Regions from separate parts of the Mus musculus genome. Here regions 2 and 3 are each linked to region 1. The links are chromatin contacts, called in public ChIA-PET and promoter capture Hi-C maps. All regions are on one chromosome and are shown on one strand. The core of a region is the stretch at or near the end of the contact, and the rest is flanking DNA. Distances in the headings are between cores, read along the strand shown. Region 1 holds the start of Ttc27 (tetratricopeptide repeat domain 27). Region 2 overlaps Birc6 (baculoviral IAP repeat-containing 6). Region 3 overlaps Ttc27 (tetratricopeptide repeat domain 27).

Evidence for each region. Promoter capture Hi-C pulls out the DNA fragments that hold promoters and counts their contacts. ChIA-PET counts read pairs in DNA pulled down with a chosen protein or histone mark.
Region 2: a contact with region 1 is called in a promoter capture Hi-C map of macrophages, with 5 read pairs. The contact joins the enhancer-like site here to the promoter of Ttc27 in region 1. A contact is called at or near these places in 2 of 39 promoter capture datasets (embryonic stem cells and macrophages), 1 of 15 datasets of contacts at CTCF or cohesin (the NIH/3T3 cell line), 3 of 484 Hi-C or Micro-C datasets (bone marrow-derived macrophages, nephron progenitors and stem cell-derived neural stem cells), 3 of 115 datasets of contacts at active chromatin or transcription factors (CD8 T cells, embryonic fibroblasts and embryonic stem cells) and 4 of 9 other capture datasets (adipose tissue, embryonic stem cells, liver and 1 more).
Region 3: an RNA polymerase II ChIA-PET map of memory CD8 T cells shows a contact between it and region 1, with 16 read pairs. The contact joins the enhancer-like site here to the promoter of Ttc27 in region 1. A contact is called at or near these places in 1 of 39 promoter capture datasets (macrophages), 1 of 15 datasets of contacts at CTCF or cohesin (the NIH/3T3 cell line), 1 of 484 Hi-C or Micro-C datasets (nephron progenitors), 2 of 115 datasets of contacts at active chromatin or transcription factors (embryonic stem cells and memory CD8 T cells) and 3 of 9 other capture datasets (adipose tissue, liver and pancreatic islet).

Annotation. Positions count from the first base shown.
Region 1 is chr17:74,715,107-74,719,707 of GRCm38.p6, forward strand. Ttc27 (tetratricopeptide repeat domain 27) reads left to right here and starts at 2,644. Exons shown (of 20, transcript NM_152817.4): 1 at 2,644-2,905; 2 at 3,528-3,705. The coding sequence starts at 2,806.
Region 2 is chr17:74,665,514-74,670,114 of GRCm38.p6, forward strand. It overlaps Birc6 (baculoviral IAP repeat-containing 6), which reads left to right. Exons shown (of 73, transcript NM_007566.3): 63 at 3,246-3,410. Among named protein-coding and RNA genes, the nearest start is that of Ttc27, 50 kb to the right of the region's middle. Within about 2 kb of position 2,683, at least 24 of the 459 cell types and tissues checked have an H3K27ac peak or open chromatin away from gene starts, as enhancers often do. A contact at or near this core is called in adipose tissue, bone marrow-derived macrophages and macrophages, where this site is marked.
Region 3 is chr17:74,750,968-74,755,568 of GRCm38.p6, forward strand. It overlaps Ttc27 (tetratricopeptide repeat domain 27), which reads left to right. Exons shown (of 20, transcript NM_152817.4): 9 at 95-161. Among named protein-coding and RNA genes, the nearest start is that of Ttc27, 36 kb to the left of the region's middle. Within about 2 kb of position 2,399, at least 26 of the 459 cell types and tissues checked have an H3K27ac peak or open chromatin away from gene starts, as enhancers often do. A contact at or near this core is called in memory CD8 T cells, where this site is marked.

The DNA.
Region 1 (4,601 bases), core at 1,394-3,893:
TAGACACCTGCTTGCTATCACACCACGTATCATGGATTGAGGATGTGACCCAGGGTCCAACAGTCATGTGGCCAGCCTGCAGCAGGATGTGTGAGCATGTGGTGGTCAGATGGGAGAGAAAGAGAAGTGGGGCAGTTTGAGCATTATGAAGAGAGATGGAACTGGAGACTGAGGGAGGAGAGGAACAGCCTGTTGTGAGTGGCCAGCCCTGCCACCTGGTGCCACCAGGCCCCAACCCAAGCTGCCACGGAGGGCCATGTCTGAGGCTGTGGCTACATAATGGCAGGGGTCAGTGTTGGTATCTGTGGCTCATATTACCACTAGAGAACACGGGGATGTCCCTGATTGGGGCAGCCTACTGGCACCATGAAAATGTTCAGGGTTTGTACATAGCTGGCCCTGTACCCTACTGGATGTGGTGCTCTGGAGAGCTGGCCCCATCTCTTGCTAGTGGCAGCACTTGGGAGAATGAACTCTGTACTTCACCTGGACAGCACAGCACAGCTGACCCAGGAGGCAGGGGCGTGGGTGAGCCAGCCCTGAGGGTGAGAGTGCAGGGGAGCTGGCCCAGCCACTTGTCTGCTGCAAAGTGGCATGGGTGTGGGGAAGGCCTCCCCCCCATCACTACCTGCAGGAGTTGGGAGAACTGGCCCCAGGGTCATGAAAGCAAGTAAGCTGCCCCTGCCTCTTACTGGCTGCAGCACTTGGGAGAGTGGGTCCTGCACTTCTTCTGGATAGCACAGTAGTGCTGGCCCTGGTAGAGGGGGAGCAGGAGAGCCAGTCCCGAGGGCAAGAGCACTGGACAGCTGGCTCTGCCACTCATCTGAGGTAATATGAGTGTAGGGGTGATACCCTCTCCTTGTCCCCTTGCAACTTGTGGTAGCAGGGAAAACTGGCCCTGGAGGCATGAGATCATGAGAGCTCTCCCTACCCCCCCCCCCACATTGGCTGAAGCACTCTGGAGAGTGGGCCCTGCATCTCACCTGGACAACACAGTGGAGCTGGCCCTGGTGGTGCCAGCCCCAAGGGTGTGAGAGCAGGAGAGCTGGCAATGAGATTATTTATAGTTAAAAGTTGTGAAGAAGAGCCAAGCAGTGTCACACACCTTTAATCCCAGCACTCAGGAGGAGGCAGAGGTAGGCATATATCTCTGAATTCAAAGCTAGCCTGGTCTACAGAGTGAGTTCCATTTCAGCCAGGGCTCTACAGAGAAACCGTATCTTGAAAAACCAAACCAACCAACCAAAGAAGTTATGAAGCTGGATTTGTTGATGAACCACCCTCCAATTTCAGTGCTTCAGCACTCCAGCACTCCCAACAGGCAGAGCTCTAAGTGTAAGTCCAGCCTGGTCTACATAGCACGTCCCAGGTCAGCAGAAGTTACTTGGTGAGACCCTACCAAAAAATCAGTGACTATATGGATTCCTTATTTCAGGTAACAATGTTGTGTCATATAATATTGTAACTCACCCACTCTATTCCAGGGTCTTGATCAAAAGACCTCCTTCTCACTAGAAATGCCCAGGAGCACAGGGGAGTGTTGTATAATGTCAGGTGAAGGACAGTCCTTAGTACTGTCTTAATTTTACCTTGGGCTGCACAGGCTGTTTTTCTACAGTGAAGCAGAGTGAGAAAGAAAACATTTATTCTCTTAAAAAAAAAAAAAAAAGAGGCAAACAGCCAACTCTCTGCTCAGCAGCTGCCACACTTGTGGGAGGATATATTTCCTTGCAGGTTTTTTTCCACGTCAGCAAAGTGTTCTGGGTTCTATCGACTGAATTGCAGAAACTTCCAGGCTCTTGCCAGGTTTATGTGATGACAGTATCAAAACCAGACCTTTCTCCCCTTTTAAAGAAATTATTCTTTTTTTTTTCTAGTTTGTTTTTGTTTTTGTTTTCTGAGACAAGGTCTCTCTCTGTCGCCTTGGGTGTCCTGGAACTAGCTCTGTATACCAGGCTGTCCTTGAACTCAAGGATCCACCTGCCTTTGCTCCAGAGTGCTGGGATTAAAGACATGTACCACCGCCGCCTTTATTTTATGAGTATTTTTTGCTTGCAGCTATGTTTGTGTACCATTTATGGGTCTTGTGCCTGGGAGGCTAGAGGACGGTAACCGATGTTCTGGAGTTACAGGCCATTATGAACCACCTTGTGGGTGCTGGGAATAGAACTTTGTCCTCTGTTGAGCCATTTCTCCAGGTGGCTAGCTTGGAACTAAGGGCGAAGCTCAGGCTGGCCTTTAAGTTGCAACTATCCTGCATCATCCTCCTCCGTGCTAAGATTACACTTCGAGTTTGGTTTTCTTGCACTTTGAATCATCCAAATTATAGCCTATGCCGAGGAAGTTCGTTCTAGCCTGGGGCTCAAGGGCTCCATTAGAAGTAACTTCTACAGCCTGCGCTCCGTCTGTTGGGGAGAAAAGGCTCGAGTTATTAACCTCCAAGGACTTAACTTTGCCTCAGGTAGTCGCATGTTCCAAAGCAGGATTGCGTTCAACTGTCTCCACTAGCAACAACTCCCGGTTACTGCGACCGGCTGACCGACCCACCCAACTCTTTTCCACTACTCAGTCTGCGCATGCTCACAACCGAGTCTCCGATTGGTCGTCTAGAAGGAAGCTGCTCCAGCGTGGGTTTGTTTTCCCATGATGCTCTGCGTTGCTGTCATGGCTGCCTCCATGCATGTATAATCTCACATGGGAGTCTAAGTTTGTGAGCGCTATCCGTCGTAACAAGACGCCGGCGACTTTGGACCCTCCTCCTCTCGTTTTTCTCCTCCTTAGTGGGACACTGTATCGGGTGCAGCGATGCCGGGAATGATGTGGACGCCGGAGCTGGCGCTTCTGAGGGGCTTCTCCACGGAGGCGGAGCGGCTGGTTTGGAAGCAGGAGGGCATCTGTGGTTCAGGTGAGAGCGCTGCGCACTTTAGGTTAGTGCCAGAGCTGTGAGGACAAAGGATGCCAGCCCTGGGTACATAGGAGGTGTCAAGAGTGAGGGAGTTTCGCTTGATGGTCTGCGATCTGCTCATGTGACAGAAGTTTCCGAAAGAGACGAGATGAGTTTTTTTTAATGTAGAACTGACAAGTGAAAGAGAGTTCAGCAGGAAAAAGTCAGTGTTGTAAAAATGTTGAGACCAACATGTGCCTGGGGGAAATGTGAGGGAATCATGAGAGAACAGATGTGTTTGGATTGGCTTCCTGGGGCCGGTGTGTGTGTGTGTGTGTGTGTGTGTGTGTGTGAGAATATTGACGATAGGAAGGACAACTTTCCGGTGTCAATTGGAATCTTTGTGAATTTCCTGAAGAAGGGTAGTATGCCTATCATCATCATCGTCATCATCAATCATTGTCATTGTTTGCTGTCATTGTAGGTTTTGTACTTCTAGGAGACATGATATTTGTTGGTAGAATAAAAGTATACAGCCAGTATGCTGTTTATATCTTTTGCATCTTAAAGTATCTATGTAATGGATTATCATTTATACTTAAGAAATTCTGTTGCCTTACTGGACTCATTTTTAATATTACAGATATTGGAGTTTTCTTAGAATTGCTGTTAGAAGGGAGCTATGAGGCTTTGTTCTTCCATTCAACGACACAAACTATTTTAAATTCAACAATGATGGCTGAAGAAAAGATTGACAGCTACCTGGAGAAGCAGATAGTGAATTTCCTGGATTGCTCTACAGATTTGGAAGAAATTGAAAGGTAGTATTTTATTTGAAATTTCCACAGAGAAACGTACTAGGTGGGGGCTGGAGAGGTGACTTCGTGGTTAAGAGCACTTACTGCTATTTCAGAGGACTCAAGTTCAATTCCCAGCATCCACTTGGTGGCTCACAACTGTACAACTCCAGTTCTAGGATATCCAACACTCTCTTCTAACCCATGGACACTAGGTACATGTGTAGTATATATGTATGCACCTGGGCAAAACACTCATGTAATCAAATAAATAAATGAATAAATGAATAGGCTAATATCAACTTTTATAGCACCTTGACACTGTGAGGCCCTGGTATTTAGTAGTTGTTGAAATAACTGGTCTCAAGCAATCTCTGTAAGGTCTCTGGCCCAGAAGATCTAGAATGGAAAAGGAGAGTGGTGCAGGATTAAATGAGTTTTGTATTAGAAGGACACATCCTTGGTGGTCACTGCTAATCATCCCAGTGTGAAGGTCTGATAAGTGTTAGCCATCAGCTTTTTCCTTTTATGTTGCTTGTTGGTTTTTGTTTGTTTGCTTTTTTTGTTTTGAGATAGGGTCTCGCTATGTAGCTTTGGCCTAGAACTCACTCTGTAGATCAGGCTAGCCTCGAAGTCTCAAGAGATCTATGTCCTCTGTCTCCCACAGGCTGGGATGAAAGGCATGCACTTTAAAGGGGGGGGGGTGGAGTTCATTTTCTTAAGTGGGTAGATGTACCTTGAGTCTTGCTGTTTCTAGGTTCCCGAGAGATACTTGCATTTGTGTTTATTGTGTTTGGACTGTTATTTCTGGCGAGATGAGAGAACTGCATGTGTTTATCATGGATCCCGCAGTTTAACGTTCTTCCATTAGGATGTCTGCACATGAGTCAGATCTAAGCCTTCTAGAGGCATCTGTTTTA
Region 2 (4,601 bases), core at 1,433-3,932, 50 kb before region 1:
GTGTGGTAGGGTTTGAACCTGAGTCTTCTGTAGGAATGAATAGTACAGTCTTCTAACTACTGAGCCATCTCTCTATTTTGCTTCTTAGTATTAAGTATCTAGTGATTATTCTAGTAATTATTTATACAGCAAGGAGGTTTTTTGTTTTTAAGACAAGGTCTCACTATGTTACTTTGGCTGGCCTGGAATTTACTATGTATGATGATGGTACAGGTAGACCAGGCTGGTTTCAGACTCACAGAGATCTGCCTGCTCTACCTGTACCATCATACCTTGCTCTAGCAATGAAGTATTAATAGCCTGTTTAATTGCCTACCTTATAAGAAGTGAATGTCTTAGTTATATATCTACAGTGATATAGCTAACAATTTATAGAAACTATTTCTACCTAATATTTTCTCTTAGAACATACTTCCAGTGAAAGCAACAAAAAATATACCTAGTTTTAAATGCTTTCAGGGTGCATACTCTGTTTAATTTAAACAAAGATTTTACTTCCCACATAAATAAAGAATTAACCTTTATGGTTAAGGTTATATTTCTAAATTTTTTTTGGTTTTATCCAATTTTCATAATACTTGAGGTATTTGTTTTTGTATTATTTAATTTAAAAAATTATGTGTGTGTGTATGTATGTGTTTGGGGCAGGTAACAGCTTGAGGTCAAACTCTGGTAGTCAGGCTTGTCAACAAGTGTCTTTAGCCACTGAACTGTCTCATTCTTTCTTTATTCATATTTTTTTTAAATATAAAAATCAGTTTATTGTAATGAACTCACAAATAAAAAAATTACACAACTAGATTAATTCAGACAAATACTCCACCAGTGCGAACTCTGTACATCTCAGTGAACCTGTATTCTATTAGAATCGCCATTCTGAAGCCCAAGAGCTTTGCTTAGTGTTTTAAACTTGTGCCCTCAATTAATATTTATGTACTTACCCACTATAAAAAAAGGAAAAAAGAAAAAACTCCATGACAGGAATAAAACTAGCACAGCATTAACTTTGTATCTTCCTTCCTGACTTCTGTATCTGTTTCGATTTTCTATTCTTCCTTATCACCAATATGACCTTTTCTTGGTCTCTTTATCAGGGTTACACTGTAGTCGCCACTGATCTATATGCTTACAGAAATAAATACCTGGTCCACTCACATTTGAACAACAACAAAAAATTGAGATATGTGACCTCTAGAAATAGAAGTAGTGTGCCTCTTTTGACTAAGAATGCCATTTTAGTTTTTTAAAATTTATTGATTCACTTCATTATCAATCCAATATCAGCCCTTTCTCTCCTCACAGTATCCCCTCATGTAAGTTCTCCCCCCATTCTACCTTCCCCTTTTCTTTTTTCCATTTTGGGTCTCAGTCCTGCCCCCAGCTTTTCTGTAAGATTCCCGAGCTCCATCTTATGTTTGTTTATGAGTCTCTGCATCTCGTTCCTTTGGCTGCTGGGACAGAAGTCAGTTATGCTAGGTTCCTGTCTGCAAGCTTAATAGAGTATCATTAATAGTGTCAGGGATTGGTTCTCACCCATGGGATGGGTCTCAATTTGGGGCAGTCATTGGTTGGCCATTCCCTCAGACTCTGCTCTATCTCTGTCCCTGCACATCTTGTAGGCAGGGTACATTTTGGGTCGAAGGCTTTCTGGTGGGTTGCTGTCCTTATCCTTCTACTGGGAGTCCTGCCTGGCTACAAGAAGCAGCCACTTCAGGATCTATATGCCCCACTACTAGGAGTCTTAGCTAGATTCACCTCTATAGACCTTGTGGACCTCTTCCCATCTCAGGTCTTTGGCACATCCTAAAGATTGCCCTCCCACTGTCTACTTCCCTTTCCTCTACCCTGTTCTTCCTACATATGATCTCTCCCTACCCTCTCCGTCCCCTCTTTCCATCGTCTGGGATATCTATCCTCCCTTGGGCCATCCTTGTTTGGGTCTGTTGATTACGGCATGATTATCCTGTACTTTATGGTTAATATGCACTTAAAAGTGAGGACATACCATGTATGTCCTTTGGGGTCTTGGATACTTCACTCTGGATATTTTCTAGTTCCATCCATTTGCCTGTGAAATCCATAATGTCCTTGTTTTTGTTTGTTTGTTTGCTTTTTTGGTTTTTCGAGACAGGGTTTCTCTGTGTAGCCCTGGCTGTTCTGGAACTCACTCTGTAGACCAGGGTGGCCTTGAACTCAGAAATCTGCCTGCCTCTGCCTCCCAAGTGATGTCCTTGGTTTTTAATGGCTGAGTAGTCTACTATTGTATAGATAAACCACATTTTCTGTATCCATTCTTCAGTGGAGAGGCATTTAGGTTATTTCCAGTTTCTGGCTATTACTTATTATAAAACTGCTTTGAACATGTTGAGCAAGTGTCCTTGTGGGGTGGTGGAACATCTTTTGGGTATATGCCCAGGAGTGGCATACTGGGTCTTGAGGTAGAACTATTCCTAATCCGAACAGTGAGGAGTGTTCCCCTTGCTTCACCCCCATGTGCTGTCCTTTTAGTTCTTGATCTTAGCCATTCTGATATGTTCCTTCTAAAAATAGAAGTTGTCTTTCTCCTTTGATTGAGAAATCTCCTGAGATAGTTTTTTACTGGAGCCCTAAAATGGTCTGGCTTAAACTTTTCTGTGTTTCTGTTTCTATTTGGTTTTGAGTCATTGATTCTTTGAGCCTTAAGTAGTTTTCACTTTCATTTATTTTCTCCCTCTGCCTCCTCCTCTGCCCTCCCCTTCTCCTCCTCCTCTCCCTACTTCTTCTTTACTCCTTCCCTCCCTCCCCCACCCGTGTGTGTGTGTGTGTGTGTGTGTGTGTGTGTGTGTGTGTGTGTGTGTGTCTGTGTCTGTGTCTGTGTCTGTGTCTGTCTGTCTGTCTGTCTGTGTCTCTCTGGTGTTCTTTCCAAATTTTCTTTATACAACATGCATTAGTCTACTTTCTTGCAGCTGGATAGTGTTCCCTTGATTAGTTCAATATATTCATTCATTGGCAAGCATTTGGGATCTTTTTATCCTTGGATTGTAGTGTATAATACTGCTGTGTGCGGGTGTATACAAATGTTTATTTTAGCACCAGTTTTCATTGTGTTTGGTGTATGCCTAGGAGTGTCACAGTAAGTAGTTTTCAACTTTTTGATGAATGGCCAAATTGATTTTTATATTGTTAATCTTTTGGATAGTCCTAATGATAATTTAAAAAAAAAAACAAATAATACCAAATACTAGTAATTTTCCTCTTCTTAAAAGCCGCAGGTGTCAAATTCCCATAACCCCACATCAGCAGAAGAACAGCAGCTGTACTGGGCCAAAGGGACTGGCTTTGGCACAGGTTCCACGGCATCAGGATGGGACGTGGAACAAGCCTTAACTAAACAGAGGCTAGAAGAGGAGCATGTGACCTGCCTTTTGCAGGTACGCTTGTGAGTCGGTTGTTATCAGTACTGATGATTTACTCAGTTCATTAAGTATTTTGTCTTTTTTCTTTTTGCTGAGATGTTTCATGTTTTCTAGGCTGCCCTTGAACTCTGATCTTCCTTTCTTCACCTCCAAGTGTAATCATGACAGATGTGCTCCAGCATTCTTAGGCTTGCTTTTGCTTTCTTCTCCAAATACAGTATAAATGCCATGGTTTAAAGAATGGTCTTTTATGCTTGTAATTCTAAATATATTCCCCTCAATTAGCTTCTCACCTCAGATACAATTATCCTTTGATTTCAAGATGTTCTCTAGAAACATAACATCTGCTAGCTAGCCTTTGTTTTAATGTAAAGCCTCTGACCTGTGCTTACAACCCAGTATTCGTACTCCATTCTGCACTGGGACCTCTCACCGCTAAACTGTACCTGTAGCTCACTCTCAGTTCAAATTGTTCTATAGTGATTCCACAATCAAGCAAGTTGAAAATAGGAGGGGACATCTTTATATCATAGAAATAAATGAAATTGCCGCCATTTTGAAGTGTTACTTTGCAGTTTTAAGATGGCATGCTCGTTGTAGTATAAATTCTGAGGTCCCAGCACTCTCAGACTGAATCAGTGCAGTGAGGACTTGGAGTGCAGCGTAGTAGCGTGTGTGCCTAGCATTCATGGGCCCTCTGGATTCAGTCCTCGGCACCGCATTAAAGTGACACTGCGAGCGAGCATCTGAATCTCAGGTCACGGTGACCCACATGGCCAAGTGGAGGCCACGGGAGCCTCCTGAGTTCCCCAGAAAGAGAAATCCAAAGGCGACAGTGGTGATGCTCCCGTGTCTGTCAGTCACTGTCCAGTCACTGCTCTGTTAGTCACGGCTTACTGCGCTCGTGTGCTGCTCTGTCCTCAGGGCGCTCCTCTTTCAGTTACATAGAGAGCTATTGTCCTGTGTAAGCAACCCTCAGCAAACAGTCCCTTCCCTTCTGAAAAGTTAAGTGGAAATGTCCTTTTTTAGCCGTGTTTGATATCTCAGGCCTATAATCCCAGCACACAAAGTTGAGGGATAAAAATCCAAGGCCACCCTCTCAGTCGAGAAACCCAACCTTGAGGTTTGTCAGGGCCTTATGTGGAAAAGCTATCTCCAAAATGAAAAGTACACAATCAGAAAGAGTGTCAACATTGGCTAAGTAAA
Region 3 (4,601 bases), core at 1,149-3,648, 36 kb after region 1:
AAAATGTGTACTGTAAGAAATAATGGTTTCTTTAAGCGTTGTTTTTAATTAGCTACAACATGTATTTTAGGATTTTCTTTTTTTTAATTCAAAGCACAAATTTCCAGAAGAACAACCCAGTTCATAAGCTAACGGAGGAGGAGCTGCTGGCCTTCACATCGGTGAGTAATGGCCTCACTCTCTCCAGTTCCTTCTTTTTCCTTGTAGATTATTTTGATTCTGGTGTGTTCTTCCTTAAGCTAAAAAAGACTGTCAGCTAAGGAAGTCAGGGGTGCGCATCCTGCCAGGTTCTAACCCACACGTTCTTGCTGTTCCCTAAGCAAGGCTGTTTCCCCTGTACTTGCTTAGGTTTGAGGACAGTGACCAGCTTCTCTCTTCCTCTTCTTCTCCCCCCTCCTCCCTTCTTTCTTTTTTGACTCTAGGGTCTACTGCATTACTGTGCATGTAATGGGTACTCAGTAGCTGTTGACTGACTGAGAGTCTGAGAATTTATAAGTCTTACGCATAAAAGTGAGGGTTAATTTTGATGCCTATGTGGATGTCTTGACAAAGAGCTGTGAGCAGGGGCAAGAGAGCAGCAGTCAGGGAAGGGGATGGTGTTGGGAACATGGGGCGCTTGTCAGTGTTCCATTGCATAGAATAGCCAGGGCAGAAGGACAGACGGAAGTGGCTGTGGGATTTGACAGGGTGTTCATTGCTGACCTGGAGCACTGTTTGTGGGAATTTTGCATAGTCACCTCATTACAGTTGACTAGAGAGGGAAGATGACAGATCAGGACCCAGGCTGGGGAGGCAGAGCAGCAAAATGAAAAGCTGGGGATGGGGCTGGTGAGATGGCTCAGTGGGTAAGAGCACCCGACCGACTGCTCTTCCGAAGGTCTGGAGTTCAAATCCCAGCAACCACATGGTGGCTCACAACCATCCGTAACGAGATCTGACTCCATCTTCTGGAGTGTCTGAAGACAGCTACAGTGTACTTACATATAATAAATAAATAAATCTTAAAAAAAAGAATGTTTGCCATTCTCTCAGAGGACCCGTATCAGGCAGCTTACAGCTGCTTGTAACTCTAGTTACTAGGGGCTCTGACTTCTAAAGAAAAAAAAAAAAGAAAAAAGAAAAAAGAAAAGCTGGGGAATAGATGTTGGGAGATGTGAAATCCAAGAAGAGAGAAGTGTGTCAGAGAGGACGGGGAGACTCACTGTGCTTTGCCTTTGTGATTGGAAAAGGTTGCACATCTTCTTTCCTTTTTTAATGGGTCTCTCTAGATAGCCCTGGCTGTGCTGTAGCTTCCTATGTAGGGCAGGCTGGCCTTGAACTCAGAAATCCGCCTACCACTTTCTACGGAGTGTTCGGATTAAAGATGTGTACCACCACGCCGTGCTTGGTACATATTTTCTTGAAGGAATCAAAATTCCTTGTGATTTTGCCAGAGGTATCCTTAATAACCGGGAGTACCGAGTTCACTTTCTTTCTTCCTTTGCCGTTTTCCAGATAAGACAAAAGAAAGAACTTTTCATAGGTAGAAAGGAAAACTGGCCCATTTGTTCTGCAGTAGGAGCTTTGCAGACTGTTCATCCCACTCTCTTGGTTGGGTTAGAAGCTATTGCTGGAGTCCTCTGGTGCTCTGGGTTGTCTTCCCACTCTTCCCATTCCTCAGCACCGTGGGCATTGCCATTATCTCATAGCTTTAGCTGACTATATGGAAATGCCTTATTTATTAATGCACGTGCTGTAAAGAATCTGGCAAGCAAAGTGGCAACATTGTTTTCAATGCACATAAAATAGCCGTCCTTTCACTCAGCTAGTAACTCTGACATATTTACCATGAACAGGTGTCCTGATCCTCAGTGGGGATACAATATTGAACAGTATCTTTTTTATTCTGGAGTTCCAATTAATTTACATGAAAGTACATAGACAAAGAGAGAAATAGATATTTAATTGAGGTGCTGAGGAGGGCTATAAAGTGGGATGGGTAAGTGTTGTTTAGCAGGGTGGTCTGGGATACCTCAGTGGGAAGGTGATGTGGAACACAGATCCTTCTAAAATGGGGCAGTGGGGCAGGACATGAGGTTTGGGAGTGACCCTCAGAGAGAGAGAGAGCGAGAGCGGGGTGTACAGGGCTGAGAGGAGACGAGTGTCCAGGCAATGTGTGTCTTGGAGGCTTGGGTCTCCACTGACAACAGAGGTCAGCACTGACAGGGCAGATGACAGGAAATGTTCTCAGTGGGCTTTGTGGTGGGGTGAGCAGCGCTAATGCCATCATTTTGCGTTGGTCTCACACACATTTGTGTATGTGTGTCCTCCCCAGTTCCTGTGAAACACTACACCAATCTCTTAACAGCACAGTTGTTGTGAGTGAGGGAAAGCTTCCCCCAGTCTTCAGGTTGTCTTTATCTGTTCTCATTTCTCTGTGGCATGAGGTACTTGCAAGCTTCTTAGCTGGTGGCTCTGATGTGGGCAGCTCATCTCTCTCAGTTTACAATGAAAGTCATGAATTTAACTTTCATACTTTACCCACGAGAACTGTTTGTCAGGCACGTTTTCTGCTCTCTTCTCCTTTGGCTCTCCTCCCAGTCAGCACTGATCTCTTCGTGACTACAGAGACTCAAATGCCAGATCTAACTTTTCTAAGGAGACTTCTTTGTTATTTTGAGTAAATCTTTAATTTCTAAGAAGTACTGCAGTGTGCTGGGGCTGTAATAGCTCAGTTGGTAGAATGTTCCTCTAGTATGTATAAGCCTTCGGCTCAATTCCTGGTACTGCATAAACTGCGTGTGCATGCCTGTGATCCCTAACTCTGCAGATGGAGTGATGAGGATCAGAAGTTAAAGGTCACGCTTAAATACGCAGTAAGGGAGGCCAGCCAGGGGACACATGAAGCCTGTCTTCAAGAAGATCCAAACAAACAGCCACCCCCCCCCCCATTCCCCTAGGAAAGACCTGTGGGGAACATGGAGACTGGGAGGGCCTCCTTGAGGACTCTGGGCTCTACACTGTCCCCTTGTCTTGTCTCAACTGAAGCATGCACTTACATCAGGGAAATTCAACTCTGTCCCCAGCAACTCTTCTCTTTATCCATCTGGCCTTCCTCTGCCTCTTTTTGTAACGGATTCCAAAGTCAGTAACATGGTGACTCGGGAGTGGCTTTTGACCTTCAGGATGAAGTTTCTTTATATTGCTGTCCTTTTACATCAGTAGCTTTGCAACCACACTCAGTCAACCAAGGATTTAAAATATTTGAAAAAGGCGTATGTGATTTACGCACGTGCAGACCTTCTTGTCATTGTTCCCTAATAATACAGAATAATACCAGGTTCTGTAGCAGTTACTTGGTTTTAGGCTTTATAGTAACAAGAGGTGACTTAAAGAACAAGGATGGGCTGGAGAGATGGCTCAGTGGTTAAGAGCACTGACTGCTCTTCCAGAGGTCCTGAGTTCAATTCCCAGCAACCACATGGTGGCTCACAACCATCTGTAATGGGATCTGATGCTCTCTTCTGGTATGCAGGTGTATATGTAGACAGAGCACATTTAAAATAAGTAAATAAATACATAAAAAAAAAGAACAAGGGTATGTGCTGTATGCAGATACCAACCACTTCCTGTGAGGGACTTCTTCGGTATTTCCTATGGCACTTGGAGCCAACTCTCACAGAATCTGAGGGACAGCGTATTCTGTGTAACTTCAGGTGTGTCTGAGACAAGATGGGTGGGCACTTTCAGGCCCTGTCCCACTCTGAGTGCTTACCTTGTCTCTGTGCCTCTTTTGGCTAGGCTCATTTTTGTTTATCTAGCCACCAGCTGTGCAGTCATCTTCCTTCAGTAGCTTTTTAACTTCCTAGCTTGGATGGCTGAGCTCGCAAGCAGACTTCGGTGCATCAGTCCTGCTTGTTGCTCAGGACTAAGGATGTTATCCAGACTGAGAATGGGTGAAGTGGCCCAGCCCAGGCGTCGGGCTGACTTCCGTTCTGTGCCCACGCTGTTCTGCCTCTCTCCATAACTTAGGTAGCACTACATGACAGTAAGGAGAACCACAGTTCCCCATCTCCCCTCAGCCGAAAGCTTGCTCTCAAATGTACAGTGTACGTAAACGTGCTGCACAGTGAGGGAAAGCTGGGTCCTTAGCACTCAGGAGTACTAAGGACTCAGTACTGAGGAGCAGCAGCATCAGAGCAGACATGTTTGGAACTGCCTGTGGACGCGGAGAAGGGAGAGAGGCAAGACAGAGCAGCACTGCCTTGCTGGATGTCCCTTCCCGTGCTCTGGTGATCTGCCACTGAGACTATAACTCTGGGGCATGATGAAAGAGCTATCCAATATACATTTTTTTCAATATAAATTTTAATATCTTGTAAAAGACTGGAAGTTATTGGGGGGAAAGTGATCATGGCTATTTTGCACTTGGTAAATACACACATACTCAAGCGTGTACACACACACACACACACACACACACACACACACACACACACACTTCGCTTTTTCAGGTAGAAGGTAGTTAGTTATGTGTCCCAGGCTAGCTTCACACTCAAAAATCTTAGCCTTAGCCTCCTTAGTTTGGGATACTCTTTAGTTTCTAGAAACTGAGGAGGTTT